Regions from separate parts of the Triticum aestivum genome. Here region 2 is linked to region 1. Evidence: chromatin contacts called from public Hi-C data. All regions are on one chromosome and are shown on one strand. Each heading gives the region's core, a stretch centred on a gene start, on an enhancer-like site or on the middle of the called end of the contact. The rest is flanking DNA. Distances are from core to core; before and after follow the strand shown.

Region 1 (3,507 bases), core at 150-2,649:
CATAATAGGTTAACCTCATAACCTTCTAGGTCTACGAGTGTTGCTTGATGTGCATACGTGGGAATTAATTTTTTTTATGTTTCGATTTACATGTATATGTACTTGATCCTGCACTACTACCTCTGTCCTAGTTTATTAGCCCCCTCGTGTTTAGGGTAATATTTTGTTCATGATTTTAACTATTAAAATATAAGTTACACTTAACAAGAATAATATTACCAGAAACTATGTTCAAATACAAATCAAATGATATAATTTTTTGTGACATGCATTAACAATTTGTTAGTTAAATCTATAGGCAAAATTTTGCACAGAATATGAAGGGAGCAATAAACCAGGACGGAGGTAGTACTTGACAATTTTGATCCGTACATATATACTAGCGGACAAGGAAATAAATTCTTGGATAGACTAGTCATTATAGAGGGAAATTATAAGTATGCATTCTAGGGTAGTAGCTAGAGTAGTGACGAGAGTAATTCACCTAGGAGCTCCGGAGGGTCAAATATCGATCTGACATACATCTAGGGCTTCTCTGGTTTGCAAGATCTGAGAACATATAATATTTGTTCAGATAGATTTGATTCAACGAGATTTATCCTTATAATATTTGCAAGATCTGAGAACATATAATATTTGTTCCGATAGATTTGATTCAACGAGATTTATCCTTATAATATTTGCAAGATCTGAGAAGCAAATTTCATGGATTGGAATCCTTCAGATCAAACAAACAACACAGTAAAAATTATAAGGATACAACCCAACAGAAATCATTTGGAACTGTTTTCGGATAAAAGAGGCCCTTATTTCAGAAACCATGTGTGAGTTTGTTTCAATTGAATAAGGCCCCGACGGTCCTGGAATCACGCAAATCATGCTTAGTACTCCATCCGTCCAAAAATAAGTGTCTAAGTTGAGAAACTTATTTTGGAACGGAGGACTATGTAAACTGAAAGTAACTTATCATTTTCTGAACAAAAGCCACATTCACCGTTACTGAGTAAATCGTCCTTTCGCGCAAAAAAAGATAATTTTGTTCATTGTTTTTTTTACCATTCGTACCACTATATGGGCCAGAACATGCAAACCCCGGGCTGGGTATGACCGAAGAGGGCAAGCGACACAACCATGCGGCCCATTCCGCCCTAGAAATATACACGAGGGACTTCACGCGCATCGGACTGGCAATGGGCCCCACAGCTGGGATCCGTCCTTTCTAAAAGACCAACGAGGACGGACGGTGCGTGTGATAAAAAATAAAGACGAGTGCGACTAGAGAGAGAAAGCCAGAGCTGGGAGAGAGAGAGAGAAAAAACAAGTGGTCATACTGCATGCACCCCATCATAAGGCCATCATGACTTCTTTTGTGTCAGCGTCAAAACAAAAGAGAAAAGAGGAGAGAGATAGAGAGAGAGACGTTGGGGGCGGTGGTAGCTAGCCTAGCTGCGCTGCGCTGTGGCAGCAGCAGGGAAAGGGCGGGGGCAGGTCGCCCGAGCTCAATCATAAAGCAATGGATTACAAAATCATGACCCCCTCTGGCCCCCTCTCTCTCCTCCTACGCTCTGTCTGTATTTATATCAGGGATGTTGCTCTTTTACTCCCTGCTGCCTCAAGTCAGTCGGTCACTCTGCGCTCCTCTCTCTCTCTCTCTACACGATGTTTCTGTCCGCCCCATCAATCTCCCCCCTCTCTCTCTCCTCGCTGCCTCTCGCAATCTCTACAAAGAGAAGTCATAGTCGAGGAAAGCAGTAGAATACTCTGTGTGGGTGACTGACACCAACTTCAATGCCCTCTCCCTCTGTCATTCCTCCTCCTCTCTCTCTCTAACTCTGTGGCTTCCTTCAGGCCTGAGGCCTTTGCCCGCCTTGGGCAACGTGTTTTCACTGTGTATGCCGGTGTTAAATCTTTTTTTCCTTGACCACCACCCCAACCCCAGCTAGACGCGGCCGTTCTCCGTTTAGTTAATTGGTCATTACAGCGTAGGTAGGTGGTAGATTTTGTATTAGGTCTTTTCTGTTGACCTTTTCCCCGTGTTATCAAATCGACGGGACGAATCTTTTGTTCTTTACGAAAAGGGCAAAAGTGTCGTGGTTTGGGGAATAATTAAACGGGATAGCTTTGGTCTCACTTTATGTCAAGTTTTGACACACTGCCGTATCGTATCAATAATGCCGGTGATCTGCTGCTTGTGCTGCATGCACACCATGAGAAAGGCCAAAGTGCAACACTCACCATATGCATGTGGCACAAAGTGTGCAAGCTTAGCTCTAGCTACACCTATGTACAGCCTCTGCTATAGCTAGCTAGCTAGCTAGCTTAGCTTCGAGGACGCGGGTCTTCAGATAGAGTAGGTCGGAAAGCCCGGCCGTGTGCCGCAGCGCCACGTGGCGCCTTTGGATTGGCCGGCCGAGGGGCTAAGTGTGTAGGAATGGGAACGGGAATGGGAATGAGACGATGATATTCTTTGCTTGTTGGCTTCCTCCTACCCATCGGAAAGAGAAAAGGCTATGGAGCTGAAAAGACTGGTGGCGCCATGGCCATGGGGAGTTAAATTCTTCCAACCTCCCCATCCATTCTTGCTTCTCCTTTACTGGCAAACATACATATGTCCATCGTCCCTGCATCATGCCTCACTGATCTGTAAACAGGGGGCTGGCCCCCAGCGCACAGTGCATGCATGTGTACGTGTGTGTGTGCCTGCTTGATCCTTTGTGCTTGCATGCATGCATGTCTTCCTTCGGCGCCCATGATGCCAGGACCTCATGTCTTTAATTATCGAGAGCACTATTGCAGCGGTGAATGGTCGATGCTGATCCGGTCTCGCATGCCATGCAATGCTGCGACGGGACGTGCATGCGGCTGGATCTACTCTAATCTCTTTTGTCTGTGAATACCTGTCACTTCTGGGTTTTGACTGGTACTCACTCCGTTTCTTTCTACTCCGCGTATAAGAATTACAGCCGGATGTACCATGTGTTTCAACGCACTTTGTGATAGAAAAATATGGGCCACATATTAATAATGTAACATACTAGCATGACTAACTATTGTATAAATGGGCTATTAGTTAGGTTTATGTGACGTGTCAACTTCATATAGCCGGTTGTTGACTATACTATTAACCATGATCTAAGCTTTGTCTGCAGTCAAAGTTCGTAAAGTTTGATCAACCTAATAGTAAAAAAGTATCAACATCCACAATTCTAAAGTTATACAAAATGAAATTAGTTTCATGATGCATCAAGTGATAAAGATTTTGTATTATTAATATTGATATTTTTTCTTATAAAGTTGTACAAATTTTATGAAGTTTGACTTCTGAAAAATCTTGTATGCAGAGCAAAGAAGAAACCGACGGACAGCTGTCACAGGTACCGATTTCTCATTTCCCTCTCCTCTTCTTCTCTAGGAAGAGAAGTGCAACCCCATACAATTAATCAGTTGGTTTGAACTACACATATATGTAATATGAATGGGCACACCCTATAGAGCTCAAGCACCTGG
Region 2 (3,385 bases), core at 828-3,327, 720 kb after region 1:
ATAAAAACATTTAACCAAAGGAAAGAGATAGAGAGAAAGTTAAAAAAGTTATAACCTTATAGTTAGTCCTATTGTATGAGTAATTAATAATGAAAACTCTTGATGACATGGCATGTTCATATAGCCAGCGGCTAGCTATGTTACTAATCATGCTCTTAGTGCGATATCATAGGCCAAATAATTAGTTGACATTGTATTGAAAGAAGAGAGGGGAGGGAAATGTATCGTAGGCAAAGTAGCGGAGATACAGCTCTTAGCTTGTTTCCTTGTGTTGTGTAATTAATAATATGATCTGATGTGGCGTATCTCCCTGTTTTTTGCCCCTTCTCTTCTCTCCATAACTAGGCCACACAGTTGACATGCCAATATGATTCGTAAACCAATTAAATGCAGTATGACTTATACGACACCTCAGTGACAATGCATTATGGTGATTGTCCTATTTTACTAACTACCATGACGTGTTATGAGTCAATGCATTGGGAGTGCCCTTACCCTCCACCACAAAAAAAAACAAATTTATGGTCGCAACTAGTCTTCTTCGGTAAAATAAATCAAATAGTACATCAGTTCTATCCAAGCCCAGTGAACTAATAGTCCGTGGCGACTTCATCAATCTCAGTGGGAGGAGATGTTCCCGTCGACTACGAAGGCGTCTGTGGAGACGTCGTCAATCTCAAGATGATAGGCAGGTTCAGTCTCTCCAAGGTGCTCATAGAAATAGAGTGTGGGGTGAGTGTATGTGCATACGTATGAGCGTCTACGTCTGTACTGTGTTAAAGAAAATCCAGTGTAACGGAAACACAATTTCAGGCATTACCGACACGTGAAAGCCCCACGCAATTAAGCACCGCACCCCCGGTGCATATCTTAACCCCCACCACATGACCAAAACCAAATGCATCGCTACGGTTATGCCCTGAACAAAAGACATAAAAGCTAAACGCAGCTATAGTACAGTATGTAAGCAGTGGAGAGGTATTATTGTGCGGGGACTACGAGCAGTATGAGGGATGTGCGCATCCTCCGACCACGAGATGTTTTTCCATCTCGTTTCGAAAAAGGCAGTACTGCTAAGAATTATTAATCAGAGAATGTGCATTGCGAAGATAATAATAATAAAAAGGAGGAGAAGAAGAAGAAACCGACATTCATTCATCGGTAGACATGTGCGCGAACACCAGAATGGCTCTCCGCTCGTTATCACCGTATTCCGACGAGACTGTAGAATGTCGACCCGGTCAGTCCCGGCCCATGAGGGGCACTGAATCCCCACACGCATCCAATCCGAAAGCGAGATGAGGAGGAAGAAAAAATCCATCCTGGAGAGAGAGAGAAGGGAGAACAAGAAGCCTGTCCCTCCGGCGAGACTCCCTGTCATGAGCTCCCCCTTAAAAAAAGGGTGCAGTGCTCTACCTACAGGGAGGGACGGAGAGAGAGAGAAAGCAGAAAAGGATAGGGAGAGCCCAAGCCAAACCCTGGGGGCATGGGGGGAAAAGAATCCCAAGCGCACGAGCTCACACAGCCTTTTCAGTCCAACAAACAAAATCAGATCCATCAATCTTCTCCTACAATATACTATTACTACAACCAAAACCTACATGCATGTAGTACAGTTAATCCCATTTTCTATAGTGTGTGTGTGTCAATAATAGTACGGTAGTATTTCTTTGTGCGTGTGTGTGCTACTTTTTTAGAAGTGGTGGTGTATTTTATGGAGTAGTAGTAATACACGTAGAAACAAAAAGCGTGCTTCCTTTGACTCCTCCACTTGCCCTCCCCTATCTATCCATCTAGTACCACGGCAGTCCCCTAAGTGTCATTTTCTCAGACTTGGTGATGCCTGCCCCTCCTAATTAAACAAGCGAGATAATAACCTCACATTCTCTCTCTGCCTCTGCCTCTCTCTTCAGTTTCTCTCTCTACCTTTTTATACAAGCAAGAGCAATAAGGAAGGACAGCACAAGAAACCAATTCATCCCTGGTGTCTCTCATGTTAGGAGGTTGAGAGATAGAGAGAGAGAGAGAGAGAGAGAGAGAGAGAGAGGGGTAGTACTAGTAGTAACTCCAGTACTAGAGACAGATACAAAAGGAGACATCACACCACCCCCCAGCCCAGCCCAGCCAAAGCGCAAGCATTCCCGAGCAACACAACACGGCCGGCCGGCCTCCCTCCCAAGAACACCAAGAACCTTCCTGCGATCCTCCCCCTCCCGTCCCACCAATCCGACCTAGGTGTTTGTGCGTGCTAGCAAGGCACGCACGCGCGCGCGCGTCCGATCGGGGCGCGCCGGTGGCCGGGAGATGGAGGCGAGCTCGGCTGCGTCGCCGGACCTCTCGCTGCACATCAGCCTGCCCAGCACTGGGCCGCCGACGGGCCCGGGGGGCGGCGGAGGCGGGCGCGGGCCTGTGGGCGGCGGAGGCGGGGATCCCTGGAGGAGGCTGAACGGGTCCACGGCGTCCACGGAGCTGTCCTTGTCTCCGCCCCTCCTGGCCGCCGACCAGGAGGGCGCCGCGCTGCCGTGGCGGCACAGGCCTTCGTCGTCGGCTGCGGCGTCCTCGGCCGCCACCACGTCCGCCCAGGCCGCGCTCATGACCATGCCGATGCTGCAGCCGCTGGACGCGGGTGTCGGCGGCGCGTCGGCGGCGCCGCCAATCCGGGGGATACCTATCTACAACGGCGCCGGGGGCTTCCCGTTCCTGCCGCCGGCGCCTGGGGGAGGAGAAGGGCACCACCTCCCGAAGGTCGGTTTCTACGGCTACCACCATCCGGCGGCGTGGCCCTCCTCCCTGGGATCGACGTCGCCGTCCTCTCTCGGGCCGGGGCCGGCGCCACCCGCGAATTCCTTCGACCCCACGGCGGCGTTCCTGTCCTCAGCCGCGCACCATCGGATGCTGTCGGCCTCCGGAAGACTAAACGGCATGCTCTCCGACACCCTGCGCAGCTACGGCGCCCCCGGCGGCGGCGTCGGCATGGGTCTCGGCGGACACCATCATCATCTCCACGGCGCGCAGCCCTTCGGGCTGGGGTCCCGGTTCATGCCCAAGCTCCCCGCCAAGCGCAGCATGCGCGCGCCCCGCATGCGCTGGACCAGCACCCTCCATGCCCGCTTCGTGCACGCCGTGGAGCTCCTCGGCGGCCACGAGAGTACGTACCACTACCACCACCACCAAACCAATCTCTCCGACGCCGACGACGAGCGCGCGCGCTACCTACGTAACGTAGTACCTTTCGCTGATCAAAATCTAACCTCTCGCAGGGGCGACGCCCAAGTCAGTCCTAGAGCTCATGGACGTGAAGGATCTGACGCTAGCGCATGTGAAGAGCCATCTCCAGGTACCAGCAATTCTGAACCCGATCCCTCTAGCTTGCGCTTGCTCCCAA

Evidence for each region. Hi-C and Micro-C count contacts between places; a contact is called where the count stands out from the background.
Region 2: a Hi-C map of leaf shows a contact between it and region 1, with 6 times the contacts expected there. The contact joins the promoter of LOC123121456 here to the enhancer-like site in region 1. A contact is called at or near these places in 2 of 5 Hi-C or Micro-C datasets (both in leaf).

Annotation. Positions count from the first base shown.
Region 1 is chr5D:319,421,337-319,424,843 of IWGSC CS RefSeq v2.1, forward strand. No RefSeq gene overlaps it. Among protein-coding and RNA genes, the nearest start is that of LOC123124769, 170 kb to the left of the region's middle. Within about 2 kb of position 1,400, at least 6 of the 8 cell types and tissues checked have an H3K27ac peak or open chromatin away from gene starts, as enhancers often do. A contact at or near this core is called in leaf, where this site is marked.
Region 2 is chr5D:320,140,641-320,144,025 of IWGSC CS RefSeq v2.1, forward strand. LOC123121456 (probable transcription factor RL9) reads left to right here and starts at 2,078. Exons shown (of 6, transcript XM_044541449.1): 1 at 2,078-3,148; 2 at 3,261-3,337. The coding sequence starts at 2,305.